Regions from separate parts of the Mus musculus genome. Here regions 1, 2, 3 and 4 are each linked to region 5. A link is a contact called in public ChIA-PET and HiChIP or PLAC-seq data. All regions are on one chromosome and are shown on one strand. The core of a region is the stretch at or near the end of the contact, and the rest is flanking DNA. Distances in the headings are between cores, read along the strand shown. Region 1 has its middle 23 kb from the start of Gm36783. Region 2 overlaps Babam2 (BRISC and BRCA1 A complex member 2). Region 3 overlaps Babam2 (BRISC and BRCA1 A complex member 2). Region 4 overlaps Babam2 (BRISC and BRCA1 A complex member 2). Region 5 overlaps Babam2 (BRISC and BRCA1 A complex member 2).

Region 1 (2,700 bases), core at 88-2,587, 230 kb after region 5:
CAAGCTGGGTGCTCCTCCCTGGGAGCGGCTCAGTCCCCCTCTCTCAGCAGTCTGAAGTTGGCTGCAGCTCTGTTCAGAGATGGGACCCCACAGCATTATTTCCCCTTCGGCGTTAACATGACCACTGACACCGCTAGAGTTCTAGTCTTGTGGACGCAGCCATTTCTAGGAGAGAGCATGTCACAGCAGACTTCCCAGTGTCCTGGCTCTCGCAGTCTTTCTTCCTATCCCCTCTTATGATGCAGGGGGATGGGAGGCAGATGTATCCTCTTGGGCTGGGCTCCCCACACTCTGTTGATCTTGGCACTGAGGACACAGCGCTTTCAAACGCTAGTTTTGGAAGCTGAGGTTGAGAATAAAGCAGCCCAACACTTCTTAACAGATTACAAATTAATTCACAACAAGGGGTTTTTAAAAGTAGGTTTTATTTATTCAAAGACCTTTACTGCCTCATATATATATATAGGTACTGTTAGTTCCATAAAACCTATTAAAACGGTATTATGAGCCAGGTGTGGTGGCAGTACTTGGGAGGCAGAGGCAGGGGGATCTCTGTGAGTTCAAGGTCAGCCGGGTCTATAGAGTCCCAGGACAGCCAGGGCTACACAGAGAAACCCTGTCTTAAAACAAACAAACAAACAAACAAACAAACAAACACAAAATGAAACAAAACAATCAGGCACACTAAACAAGTCTTTGAGGGATCTATTGAGTATGCTTTATAAAAACATTAAGAATGCTTTGAAAGCACCAGATTTTAGAAGGATGCTAAGCGTCTAAGATACCTTACTGAAAATAGGGGTGGGTTTTCTTTTTTAAAGGTAAAATAGCATTCATTGAGTCTTACCTTTTTTTTTTTTTTTTTTTTTTTTTTTTTAAGTTACAGAATTTTGTATTGGCTATGTAGACTTTGGTAAGGACTTTCTTCCAAAGTAGATTTTATAAAGAAATTAAATTTTATTCATTTTTCTGAAGAGTCAAGTTACTCTTGGGAGGTGCTAAGAACACAGTGACATCAGTTAAAATACCCTTAAGTCATGTAAATTATAAATCCTCTTCTGAAGGGAATTTCTTATCGCTATGGGTCCCTGCCCCACCCCCACCCCCAGGAATGCTCACATATAGAATTGACAAACAGGAGATTTTTACTAAGTCTCTGATACATACAAAATAGTGAGTGTACATATTTATCAAAGAGTCTCATCAAATTTCCTTGTCATAATGGAATTACAGGAAATTCCAATCTTTACAAACAGAAACATTTAGGATCTGAGTAACCTTATTGTTTATGTAATAGTCTTTGTAATTAAGTCTTACTCAGAAGAGAGGTAGCTAGTAGTACCTTCCAGTTAAAGGTGACTAAGTTGTCAGAACATGGGGCTGGCAGACAGCTCAGTGGATTAGCATGCTGGTTACTAAATTTAATCTCCAGTCCCTTTGGTTGTCCTAAGACCCCCGTGTGTGCTGTGGCACAAATGATGCCCTGCCCCCAGACACTAAGTTATTTAAAAAGGAGAAACTTTACTAAGATATCATTTTGTTAATGCTTAGAAAATCTCTAAGCTATTTTCTGCTAGTCAAACTAAGTAAATTAAAAAGATAAAATATTTTGTCATTGTTGAGATGGGCTACATTCTTTATTGGGATGATAAAGTTGCTCAACTGTAATTCACTGCTACTAGGCAATGCATTTTATTATAAGTGATTAAACATTCAAAAGTCTTAATATCTGACTCATTATGTATATACATTATAAAATTAAGATAACACCAACATGGGGAAACAACATTCAATTTTTTTTTATAGTTTTCAGATATGTTATGCTTTTTAATGAGAGTTTTAAACATGTATTAAAAGCAATTAGACTTTCTCAGAATGCTGATGTACTTTTTGTAAAATTGTATAAAGGCCATTTTGTTTTGTTTGTTTTTTAGACAAGATCTAACTATATAGTCCTCGCTGGCCTGGAATTCTCTATATAAACAGAGGCTGGCCTCAGACTCACAGAGATACACCCTCCTCCACCTCTTAAGTGTTGGGGTTAAAGGTGTGATAATCACACCTAGCTAAAAGGGCTAACTTTAAAATATAGAGGGTTTAATGTTTGATGTTTTCTCTCTCTCTCTCTCTCTCTCTCTCTCTCTCTCTCTCTCTCTCTCTCTCTCTCTCTCTCTCGGTGTGTGTGTGTGTGTGTGTGTGTGTGTGTAGGCACATGTAGGTATGTCTACATGTATCTGTACATGCATGAAGACCAGAGGAGGACATTGTGTCCTGATCTCCTATCCTCCTATCGGTTAATTTTCTTTTTTCCCTTGAGACAAGGACTTACTGAATTTGGATCTGGCTGTTTCTGCTAGACTGGTTGACCAACCAGACCAGAAAACCTTCAGTCCACACCTCCACAAGGCAATGCTGTGGTTGGAACACAGCAAAGGTTTTTACATGGATATGAGGGCTCCAGACTCAGGTCCTCAGGCTTGTGCACTGTGCACTCGCCCGTGGACCCCTCTCTCCCTCACTTCCCATTGCTTCTGGAGCAACAGGACTGGCCCTCATTTACATTTGTTTAAGCTGAAATCTTCCACCTCCACTTTCTAGCCCCAGCTAAAGAGGATTAGGACATGAGAGGGATCCTGTGCATCAAGCCATGATGTCAGCACTATTTTCAAAAACATTTTGTAAAAGATGTTTTAAATTCCC
Region 2 (2,700 bases), core at 118-2,617, 250 kb before region 5:
ACCCAGAGGAAGAAGAGAACTGAATCTTGTATATTGTCTTCTGATTTCCACATGTGTGATGTGCCCTGCACTCAATAAAGTAAAAAAAAAAAAAAAAAAAAAAAGTAAGAATGAAAAAAGATGTACCACTTAAAATGCCTACTTAGTAATAGTTTTTTTTAAGGTAGGAATGGCTAATATCCCCACTGCTGTCAAAACCCATTGTTAGCCCTTACTCTAGTGTTCTGGGCATGGGGTATGTGAACAAGAGTTAGAAATGTTAATGGCCTGCAAGGACCAGAGTGATAATATAAGTAAGGAAAGCAGATGGAGTATGGCAGATTCTTAGAACACACAGTCTCTGTGGAAACTCCTTCTATTGACTCAGAGAGTGGAAGTCAGCCATTTTACATCTTTTTTTTTTTTTAAATCAGTTTTAAATGTTGTCTATCTTTCCAAAATTAAGGATATTTGTTATTCAGGTAAATTGAGTCTGTGTAAAGAGTAGCCTGAGTTTTTGCACTGTGGGCTTCCATCACTGCCTGGATGGTGTACGAGGTACATGCTTGGGCTGCAGGCCAGCATCCATAGCATCTGTCTATGCTGTATTAGCCCTTCTCTGTCACCATCACAGCACTGAACCTCTTGCCTACTGTGAAAGTGATAATAGCTTTGCTTTGTTAGTGTCAGTAATTGCACTTGGCATTTTCTTTCTTAAACCTAGCCTTGTGAACAGGGTATTAAAATCTACCTATTTGTAAAAAAGAGGAATAAAAAATGTGGTTATTAAAGATCAGATGGATGGATGAGGGAGATGGCACAAGCCATACTGTGCTTTCAAGGTAAAAGGACCTGGGTTTAATCCCCAAATTTACACAGAGAAAGGCTTGGCAGGGGCAGATGCTTATAATTCCAGTGTGGGGACACAGAGACAAGAAGGTACCTGGGGCTTAGGATGAACACACACACACACACACACACACACACACACACACACACACACACAATATGATGGGTGGAATGGGTAGATAAACTCTTTTTGGAGTAGTGACTGTGTGTTTTACCATCATTAACTGGGAGGTACCACATCTCGATACTCTCTAGATTGCTTTGTATTAATTTACCAAGTGCAACGTTAAATGAGACATTCAGTCCAAGGTCATTTGTTACCCTTGCATTATTAGACCATTCTCAGGAAACCACAAAAGTACAAAATAGTGACAGGATTAGATTGCTACTTTTTTTTTTTTTCCAAAAAGAAATTACTAACTAAATTGAACAGAAATGATCCAAGTAAGTCACTGGTAGATGAAGTGGAGATAGTGCTGAGGTTACACACAGAAGGAAGCACTGTCCCATGTTTCCCCCTCCTACTCCTTTTTTCTGAGTAAACCATTATAGTTTTAAGAAATGGTTTCAGTTTAGTTCTTTTGAGGATTCCCAGTTCTCTCAGTACTACACTGCCTCTTTCCTGACTGGCCAGCTATAGATGTTATCTTTTGACTTCCTGCCCTCTTATAGGGGCATCAGCCTATTTTCACCATCCCCCTTACCTCTCTCTTCCTCTTTAATAAAACCACATCACTGCTATTGGTTCCCGAGTTCTTTACCTTGTAGCTTAAACCTTTGTTCTTTTTTCTTGTGCTGGGGATCAAATTTCAGGGCCTTACAAAGGTTAGAGACAAACTTTCCCAAGGAACAAGTCCATGACAACCCCTTCCATACCTCCCCTCCAGGGTCACTTTTAACACTGTATCATACAATTCAATGAACAGTCCCCCAGAGTTCTTGATAAGTGCATGACTCAGCTTTGTTATCAGCTAGGACGATCTCTGTGCAGTCGTGATGGATATTTCATCTATCTGGAGTCCTATGAACCACAGATAATGTCTTTTGGCTTCACACTTCACAGGATAAGATTAGCCTCTGCTTCTTTCTTTTTCTCTTGCATTTTCCTGCACTGTTTTTATGTGTCTTCTGTTTTCCCCTTTGCATTCTTAAGATTAATAATTTGTTGTCTATAATTGTTTCCAGGGCATTGTTCATAAATTACACAGTGGCTTGATAGGCCTGCTTCTGCATTAAATATCATTAGATTTTACCTTCTTTTGTGGGCCTAATAGTAACAATTCTGTACATTACTGGATGGTTTTTTAGGAAACTGGCTACTTGCTTAGGTTATTGGAAACCAGGCTCAAATAACTTCCCCAGATTTTTGTTCTTCTCTCTTCTGTATCTTGGCCCAACATTTTTTTATTACCTCCATTAAAATTAGGTATCTTTCTTAAGGTCTTTCTTCCTTTTTGTTTCCCTTTCAGATATCTTGTTCTTACTGTATGACTGCAGTATCTGTTACAGTCTTTCAAATAACAAAAATTGGAGATCTAAAATACTTCTGGGACCAATGAGATGATTCAGCAGTTAAAGGTGCTTGCTGACAAGCCTAACAACCTGAATTCAATCCCTGCAATCTACCTGGTTAGAAGGAGAGAACTGTTCTAGTTTCCTTTCGATTGCTGTGATAAAACACTGTGACCAAAGCCTTCCTGGATCAGTTAATAATCAAGACAGTCCTCTACAGGCATGCACACAGGCCAGTCTCCTTCTAGGCAATTCCTCAGCCAAGGCTCCTCTCAGATGACTCTAGGGTGCAATTAAAACTAGCCAAGAGGTTGAAGAGATGGCTCAGCAGTTAAGAAAACAAACTGTTTTGTTCTTGTA
Region 3 (2,700 bases), core at 48-2,547, 150 kb before region 5:
CTCACACATAAACACACATTCATACTCATGCACATATACACACATACACAAAGCAATTAACTGGAGTTATTATTTATAGCTTAAGTGTTTTAAATTTCTAATTACTGAAAATATTAATTGATAATATTTGTGAACTTTCAAGAGATTAGAAACTTTCCTGGGTTTATATTGATGTATTGCTCCACGTTAGAGGAAGTTTGGTCTTTGTATGGACTTGCACACATCCTGTAATGGATGTCAGCATACATGGTGGTAAGTTACAGAGTCAGGACGATGGTATGAATGCTTAGGAAAGCAGATAAGTCTCAGGGGCAAGGTGGTCTCTTCCTATTTCAGTTTTTTTTTTTTGAGAAATAATATCCATTCATGTATTCTTTTCATTTTTTTTAAAAACCCAATACTACTTTAAAATGTTTTCATGCATTAAAATGAAGAGTTCTTTCATTAAAACTGTGCCCCTTTAATAGTTTAAGGATTCTTTTTAATTCTATCCTACTTTCCAACCTTATTTTTCTGTCTTGTGTTAGGAAACCCTAATAGGAGTTGTCTGTATATTGAATTTTTTCTTGGACATAATTGTTACTTATCAATCTGTTGTATATTTTAATCCTTTTTTCTCCTTACAGACTGGTGAATTTTCAGCTCGTTTTCTATTGAAGTTACCAGTAGATTTCAGCAACATTCCCACATACCTTCTCAAGGTAAAACTATGTATTATCAATAAGAGAATGCAAATCAGAATAAAATAAGAGAATACGAATACTGTGATCGTTTAGCTCAATATTTGTATGCCTTGTTTCTTCTTATTTTGTTCCAGATAGTGAATTCTAATAAGATGCTTAGTGCAGGAAAATCCGTTGGAATTGTTTTCTTCAGCTACTGTACTAACCTTAAAAGTTGTTTAGGCGTGAGGTTTTTGTTCAAGGTGATTATACATTAGTAGTGTAAATAAATTACACTTGGGAAAATCAGTTTGATTTAGTAATCTTACTGGGATGGAAGACTCATAGATTTTGTCCAAGGCATTCTACATATTAAAAATGCTTAAAAGGCATTTCAACTTCTTTATGTCAGCAACTGAACTCAGGTACCTTCAAAGTTGGGCTATCTCAGAGATTCATTAAACTAATTAGAACAGTATATATAGCATTTGTTAAAGTGAGATAGAGGCCCAGGGAACAGCTATTTGAAAGAGTTCCTTACATGCTCCATAGAGAAGAGGTAGTCTTCAAAAGACTACTTGTGGCTAGTGAAAGAAACCACATAGATCAGAGAGCAAGTTCTGAAAAGGAAATGCTAAGGCAGAGGCCCAGCCTACTCAGGTGAGGATTTAAGACTTGGCAGGCTGCCCTCAGTTCTTTCAGCCTGTCCTTCTTTAGTTTCAGTCTAATCTTTAAATGTCTCTGCCGTATTGTTTTGTGGTTTCTTTTCTGTGTAGCCCTGGCTGTCCTAGAACTCAATTTGTAGACCTAGCTGGCCAGGAACTCTGATATCCACCTGTCTCTGCCTCCCAAGTTTTAGAATTAAAGGCATGTACCACCACTGCCAGGCTGAAATTTTTGCCTTCTTAATTTGATGTTGTTCCAGAACTGATTGGATTTTAACTGCTGAGGGAAAAGAAATTAGTAATATCAGCCAGACTCTAGTAATGGCTAGAAACTTGCTGTGCTCTTTGAAGAGCATTTGCATTGGGAACTCCTTGGCATGCTGCTTATATTTGGATGTTCTAACACCTAATTCTTAGGTCTGCAACTGTTTCTGTTGGAATACAAATAAAGTTAACTCTTTGAGCTCCTGGGGTTAGCATATGCTTTGTCATGATGATAGCAGGTTGCCTCACTTTGCCCAATAATTAGCTGGTGAAGCAGAACTTGTGAGCACTGAGATAGCATAAGACAGCCTGCTGATTTGCAGCAGTGAGCCTCATTGCATTATGGAAGGTAACTCACCATCTACTCTTAAGTTCATATTACCAATGATAACAAATACACTTACTAATGGAGTTTTTGATGTTAGGATGTGTGATTTAATAAATATTCTATGATATGATTTCACTTTTTATTGTAAGTGGAAATGGCTCTTAACATGATAATATCTAACTTAAAACCCTGAATTTTACTTTGGTTGAGCTAAGTCAAGGGCTTAGATAAATGAATTACTCAAGTAAAAACTCAATCAGTAGAAAAACAGTTTTCTAGCTGCTACTCTTTATTTTCAAGCGCTAGAAATTGAACACAAACTCAGGTAAAGTAAAGGGAAAAATGCACTCTGCTTCTGGAGTCTGTCTGCACAGCAGCACACTAGCCCGCCCTTTCACAGGTTTCAGTTCGTGTGGATTGACCTTCCAAGTCTGTTTCTTTCAGGCTCAGTTCTCTACCCTATTTGATGTGCTTGTAGGGAGAAATTGTGGTCCATAGGACAGTAGAGAGGCCACTAATCATTGAAGTGTGATTATTCATCATAGTATTTCAACAAAGAAAGATTATTTTGTAATTATATACATCTGACCATGTAGTGACAGGCTCTGTGTCTGAATCCATGAATTTAGCCAAACAAAGATGAAATATTTGGAAAAAAATGGACGTCTACTGAGTGTGTACAGGTTCTTTGTTGGAGGAGGGTTATAATTACTCCATAATATGGTTTAGCAGTTATTTGTAAGACTAGATATTTGAAGTCTACGGGAGGATGCACATATAT
Region 4 (2,700 bases), core at 41-2,540, 180 kb before region 5:
CATTCCTCTGTTGAGGGGCATCTGGGTTCTTTCCAGCTTCTGGCTATTATAAATAAGGCTGCTATGAACATAGTGGAGCATGTGTCCTTCTTACTGGTTGGAACATCTTCTGGGTATATGCCCAGGAGAGGTATTGGGGGATCCTCTGGTAGTACTATGTCCAATTTTCTGAGGAACCGCCAGACTGATTTCTAGAGTTGTACCAGCTTGCAATCCCACCAGCAATGGAGGAGTGTTCCTCTTTCTCCAGTTTTTGCCAGCGCCTGCTGTTACCTGAATTTTTGATCTTAGCCATTTTGACTGGTGTGAGGTGGAATCTCAGGGTTGTTTGATTTGCATTTCCCTGATGATTAAGGATGCTGAACATTTTTTCAAGTGCTTCTCAGCCATTCGGTATTCCTCAGTTGAGAATTCTTTGTTTAGCTCTGAGCCCCATTTTTTAATGGGGTTATTTGATTTTCTGGAGTCCACCTTCTTGAGTTCTTTATATATATTGAATATTAGTCCCCTATCTGATTTAGGATAGGTAAAGATCCTTTTCCAATCTGTTGGTGGCCTTTTTGTCTTATTGATGGTGTCTTTTGCCTTACAGAAGCTTTGCAATTTTATGAGGTCCCATTTGTCGATTCTCGATCTTACAGCACAGCACAAGCCATTGCTGTTCTATTGACCTTAGTACAAGGAGATAGGAATGGATCAATTTGCATTCGAATCTACATGATAACCGCCAGTTGTGCCGGCACCATTTGTTGAAAATGCTGTCTTTTTTCCACTGGATGGTTTTAGCTCCCTTGTGGAAGATCAAGTGAGGAATGGGGAAAGCATCAGTCTCACTGTACAAACAGTGAGCACAGAGGCAAATGTGGTCAGGGCGGCGGGGAGCGAACCCTGGAGCCTCCAGCCCTGCTCTCAGCAAAGTCCTCTCTCCTGCTGGAACTGGGGGAGCTTACTTTGATTTTTGATCTTATAGTTAAACTATTGAGAAAGTGAGCTTTTGTACTTATTAGTCTATGTTTGTGGGTTAGCTTGCTGTTCTTGCGTTAGCTTTAGAGATAAACACAATAAACAAGAAAAATGTATTATAAAAATTGAACATGGATATAATGTATGCTTTCTCTAACATTTTTAAAAGCAAAAAACCTTAGCTATTATAAAAACATCCCCCCCCCAGGAATTATCTGCATCCGCTGAGAATTTTATGCCAAGCTGCAGCCCCCACACAAACGTTAGAAAGCCAAGCTATTTAACCCTATGAAGTAAAGTGCGGGCTCGCCTCGCCCCGCCCTGGTCTGATGCAATCCTTCCACTGCACAGTGCTTCGGAGCCTGCCTCTGACAGTGAATCAGGAGACCTTGTATACATTCGTTAAAAGCTGTTTTTAAGTTGTTGCAGTTCTGAAAATTCCAAAGAATTATAGTATTATAAGCAAAACATTCAACACATTTAATACATATTCTTGAATGTGGTTCAAGAACATTTATGAAGAAGCCAGATTGAAAAGTAAAAGTCTGGATTATTATAGAATTTTTAAAAGAGGGGCAGTTAATTACTAAGAGTATTTAAAATGGAATAGCTAGGCCCAGTGTCAGCCTATAATTTCAGCTACTTAGGAGACTGAGGCTGTAACCTTATAGTTCAGGGGCTGTCTGGGCTGCAGAGTGAGTCCTAAGCAAACCCCACTAACTTAATAAGAGCCTGTCTGTTGTCTCAAAAAGAGGGTACTTATACATCTTTAGTCTGTTTCTAAAATCAAAGGAGTCCTCCTTCACATGATTTAAAATAATTTCTTTGCTCAGCCATAATTGGAACATCTTTATCATACCCTTCTTTCCAAGGCTCTGGAACAATTGAGGAAGAGAAGGCACATAGATTGTAAGCCAGAGGTCAGGGAGGGAGGTTAGAGGTCAGGGAGTGCAGCAGCCTCTCTTGTCACCTACACAAGATCAAGCCAATTAGCACTCCAACATGGATCACTAGCTGAGGGGTGGTTGGTAGCTTCTGGGTAGACCAATTAAGCATGGAGTCCCTGGTAGGTCCCCTGTGATCTGGCAGGTGACCCATCCGTATGAATATAAGGGCAACATAAACTGGGTTCAATGTATTATGAAGGCAAACAAACAAACAAACAAACAAACAAAAAAGAATAGGACTGGAAGTCTGAAGGGAGTAGAGATTGGATCTGGAGAAAGGTAGGAGTTAAGGGGTGACAGTATTATCAATATATATCATATGTATGCGATTCTTAAAGAATCTCATTTATTTAATACAATATAATATATTTAAATATAATATATATAATACAAATATTATATTTAAATAAAAATAATTGACAAGAGTAGTTACTGTTATAATTTGCGTGCTTAAAGGCATGTTTTAAAACACATTTAATTTTGTGAATTTAAAGATGCTTTCAGTGTTGACCTGAGGCTTACCTTGGCTAACTCCTTTGGCAGTTTTATTTTCAAAGTGTAAAACTTGTTCCAGTAAGTTTAATTATTATTTAAAACTAATTTATTATTAAAACTTTAAAGTTAACCATTTGTTTGTCTTCTATCCCATTCCCAGTCCCCCAAACTCATTAAAGTCTGCTCAGATTAAGTTATCAATGTTCTATCATAAGCAAGAGAGAAAATGGCTAGCACAGACATCTGACTGTGTATATTTAGATTGCTAGGGATCAAGAGTTTGAAAATATGAGCT
Region 5 (2,704 bases), core at 2-2,501:
ATCAAATCACTGCACGTGCTCCGCCTCTAAGTGCTGTTTTCCATGCTGATGAGCACGAGCCAGCTGTCATTAAACATCAGCCCTAGCACAGTATCCTAAAGATATCAAATGTGACTTCTCAACGTCCCAGTTGGGATTGTGGCATCTTACGTTAGTGCCCGGATGCTTTACTTGTTGGGCACATGTTTTTAGTTAGCTGGCAAAACGTCAGTTGATACAGGCCCATCTGTGTTAACTACAGATTCTCACATGTTGTAAGGGTCCCAGAGCCAGACCTGCACTGCTGCTAGCAACATAGATGGAGCCATTTTGGGTTAGCTTGGTTTCCTAACAGAGCCTAAAGAACCCAGAAACTTGTTCATACTCGCTAGGTAAGTATCTTCCCACTGATCTGGGTCCCCAGCAGTGTCTAAAATGTTTGCAAGCAAATTGCTTCTTTGGTTTATTGGATTTAAGACTTTCACTTCTAATGCATGATGTTTCTCTCGGGACAGGTTAGAAGAAAGTGGGAATCTAGCTTAGTGGTAGACTGTCTACTTAGTACAAGTGATAGTTTGTTAAATAAAAACATGAACCAATGAGTTTAGGCACTGGCATCAATAAGTAAGTAAAAAAAGAACCATGCCTAAGGATGTCAGGACACTGCATGGGCCTCTGTGGATAGCCCAGAGCTCCAGAAACTTAGGAGATTTGACTGGAATGTCATAGGGAAACAAACAGTCCCATGCTAAGTACAAGTTAACAGGAAGACCAACATTTTGTTGCTTCATTTTCCTATAAAGTTCTGGGTTGCTGAGTAAAGCAGAATTCCAATGCTTTGACACACCACCACATTGTTAAGATAGGCAGGATTTGATTATGGGAGAACAAGCCCCCAAAATGGTCATTACACACACACACACACACACACCCTAAGGTCTCCCTTGCTTCCTTCTCAAGGCAATGTGTGGTTGCAATTCCTCCATTTGATGTGGTTCATCCCTCGGTGCCAAACAGGGTAATGTGGGAAAATGATGACACAGCAAAAAATGAGGGTGGCAGTGACCTGCTTAGTAACAAGAGAAATAAAACAGATCTTAGAAATTGAGGCCAAAAATACCTGCTTCTCCACACAATAAGGAGAAAGAAACACAGAGTTTTTCTGTCATAGGAAACGACTAGGCTCTGCCAGCAGCTGGCACCTTATAGACCAAGCAAGGGCAAGCCAGGAAAGCCACAGGCTGGTTGGGGTAGGTGAAAAGGCAGCTGCCTGAGAAAGGGTGTGGGTTCTGTAGATCAAGGGTGTGGAGCGCCAGGGAAGAGAGAAGGGAAGCCAAGGCTGCCTTCCGGCCTAGGCACGGAACATGCTTGCAACATTTTATCATTTCAACACCATGCAGGAGGTGAGGCCTAAAAAAGCGTCACAGTTTAAAAGAAGCAAAAGATGTCCACGCAGGAGTGGGTTCTATTTATTTACAACTTTACGGCTGGACAGCTTTTCTACTGTGTGGTTTGTGACTACCCAAAGTGAAATTTTTTGAGTTTCAAAATTATCTCTTTTTGCACTGAGAAAAGAGCATATATGATTCATCTTAATATTGCCGAGGATCAGTCAGCAGCTAACAGCTAGTATTTTGGGTGGGAGGCAGGCTTCTGTAGGCAGCTTTTTCACCTAACATAGATGTAAAAAACACCAGAATATGCCTCAAGCTTCGTTCGGAATCATATAAATAGCTCGCTCTTGCACAGTTACAATCTAATGCGATCGTAAGAACTCCCACGGTTCATGAAGTGCCTGATGTGCCCCTCACCCAATGCCTAAAGAAGTCGATAGAGGAATGACACTAACTACCCCAGTGGGGTACCAAAGACACCTGACAAAGGGGCCTGCTTTTGTTTCTGCTAACATCCTCATCTTAGGCTTTTGCCTGTGTTTCCTCCTGGATGTTTCTGTTTTGGTTTTTTTTTTTTTTTTTCCAGCCTCTGTAAAACCCTCAAGTCATTCTGAGTCAAGAGACAAGCTATAGGCACTGGGCAGATCCAGCCAGTGGCTGGTAACGTGTGGCCCACCAGCTCTGAATAATCTTTGCATTTTTCTGGTTAGAAAAGCATTTAAAGAATGATGTTTCATAACTTGTAAAAACTGTATGGAATTCAATTTTCTGTAGTCATAAAGTTGCGTTGGTGCATGGCCATGCACATTCATTTACACATCTTCTAAAGCAGCAAGAGCAATATTTATTAACTGACTGTACCAAAAATGTTTACTAACCCCAACACCCTTAAAAATCTTCCTTTCCATAGTAACTATTTGAGGAAAAGAATACAGACATTTATAGACTTTGAATGTTTATTTGGGAAGTTCAACATTGTCATTTGACACAGGTAGAGTGTCCTCTATCTGAAATGTTTGGGACTAGAGTGTTTCAGGTTTGTTTTTCAAATTTTAGAATATTTCCATATGCATAAAGGTCTATATTTGAGATAGGATGCAAGTCTAACAGGAAATTTATTTATATTTCATATGTACCATATACACAGAGCCTGAAATTAATCTCATATAATAGTTTTAATGTACCTATGGGTTTGTGTCTGTGTGATGTGTTTGTGTGTGTATGTGCGTGTGTGCTTACATATACACTTATGTGTATGTATGATTTATGCATGATAAGAGACCAGGAGAGAAAGTCTGCCTTAATCTCTTGAAACAGGGTCTCTGACTCTA

Evidence for each region. HiChIP or PLAC-seq counts read pairs in DNA pulled down with a chosen protein or histone mark. ChIA-PET counts read pairs in DNA pulled down with a chosen protein or histone mark.
Region 1: a CTCF HiChIP or PLAC-seq map of the NIH/3T3 cell line shows a contact between it and region 5, with 17 read pairs. The contact joins two enhancer-like sites. A contact is called at or near these places in 1 of 15 datasets of contacts at CTCF or cohesin (the NIH/3T3 cell line), 2 of 484 Hi-C or Micro-C datasets (bone marrow-derived macrophages and uterus) and 1 of 115 datasets of contacts at active chromatin or transcription factors (CD8 T cells).
Region 2: a contact with region 5 is called in a BATF HiChIP or PLAC-seq map of CD8 T cells, with 6 read pairs. The contact joins two enhancer-like sites. A contact is called at or near these places in 1 of 15 datasets of contacts at CTCF or cohesin (the NIH/3T3 cell line), 1 of 484 Hi-C or Micro-C datasets (cortical neurons) and 2 of 115 datasets of contacts at active chromatin or transcription factors (CD8 T cells and cardiomyocytes).
Region 3: an RNA polymerase II ChIA-PET map of memory CD8 T cells shows a contact between it and region 5, with 15 read pairs. The contact joins two enhancer-like sites. A contact is called at or near these places in 1 of 15 datasets of contacts at CTCF or cohesin (the NIH/3T3 cell line) and 2 of 115 datasets of contacts at active chromatin or transcription factors (memory CD8 T cells and pancreatic cancer cells).
Region 4: a contact with region 5 is called in a CTCF HiChIP or PLAC-seq map of the NIH/3T3 cell line, with 12 read pairs. The contact joins two enhancer-like sites. A contact is called at or near these places in 1 of 15 datasets of contacts at CTCF or cohesin (the NIH/3T3 cell line), 1 of 484 Hi-C or Micro-C datasets (CD8 T cells) and 1 of 115 datasets of contacts at active chromatin or transcription factors (CD8 T cells).

What each region holds. Positions count from the first base shown.
Region 1 is chr5:32,208,439-32,211,138 of GRCm38.p6, forward strand. No RefSeq gene overlaps it. Among named protein-coding and RNA genes, the nearest start is that of Gm36783, 23 kb to the right of the region's middle. Within about 2 kb of position 1,338, at least 12 of the 459 cell types and tissues checked have an H3K27ac peak or open chromatin away from gene starts, as enhancers often do. A contact at or near this core is called in the NIH/3T3 cell line, where this site is marked.
Region 2 is chr5:31,731,369-31,734,068 of GRCm38.p6, forward strand. The region is part of intron 3 of Babam2 (BRISC and BRCA1 A complex member 2); the gene reads left to right. Among named protein-coding and RNA genes, the nearest start is that of Babam2, 35 kb to the left of the region's middle. Within about 2 kb of position 1,368, at least 35 of the 459 cell types and tissues checked have an H3K27ac peak or open chromatin away from gene starts, as enhancers often do. A contact at or near this core is called in CD8 T cells, where this site is marked.
Region 3 is chr5:31,830,459-31,833,158 of GRCm38.p6, forward strand. It overlaps Babam2 (BRISC and BRCA1 A complex member 2), which reads left to right. Exons shown (of 12, transcript NM_144541.1): 6 at 627-701. Among named protein-coding and RNA genes, the nearest start is that of Babam2, 130 kb to the left of the region's middle. Within about 2 kb of position 1,298, at least 38 of the 459 cell types and tissues checked have an H3K27ac peak or open chromatin away from gene starts, as enhancers often do. A contact at or near this core is called in memory CD8 T cells, where this site is marked.
Region 4 is chr5:31,803,666-31,806,365 of GRCm38.p6, forward strand. The region is part of intron 4 of Babam2 (BRISC and BRCA1 A complex member 2); the gene reads left to right. Among named protein-coding and RNA genes, the nearest start is that of Babam2, 110 kb to the left of the region's middle. Within about 2 kb of position 1,291, at least 24 of the 459 cell types and tissues checked have an H3K27ac peak or open chromatin away from gene starts, as enhancers often do. A contact at or near this core is called in the NIH/3T3 cell line, where this site is marked.
Region 5 is chr5:31,983,195-31,985,898 of GRCm38.p6, forward strand. The region is part of intron 7 of Babam2 (BRISC and BRCA1 A complex member 2); the gene reads left to right. All of the region lies in intron 1 of Gm52770 (a long non-coding RNA gene), which reads right to left. Among named protein-coding and RNA genes, the nearest start is that of Gm52770, 14 kb to the right of the region's middle. Within about 2 kb of position 1,252, at least 107 of the 459 cell types and tissues checked have an H3K27ac peak or open chromatin away from gene starts, as enhancers often do. A contact at or near this core is called in CD8 T cells, the NIH/3T3 cell line and memory CD8 T cells, where this site is marked.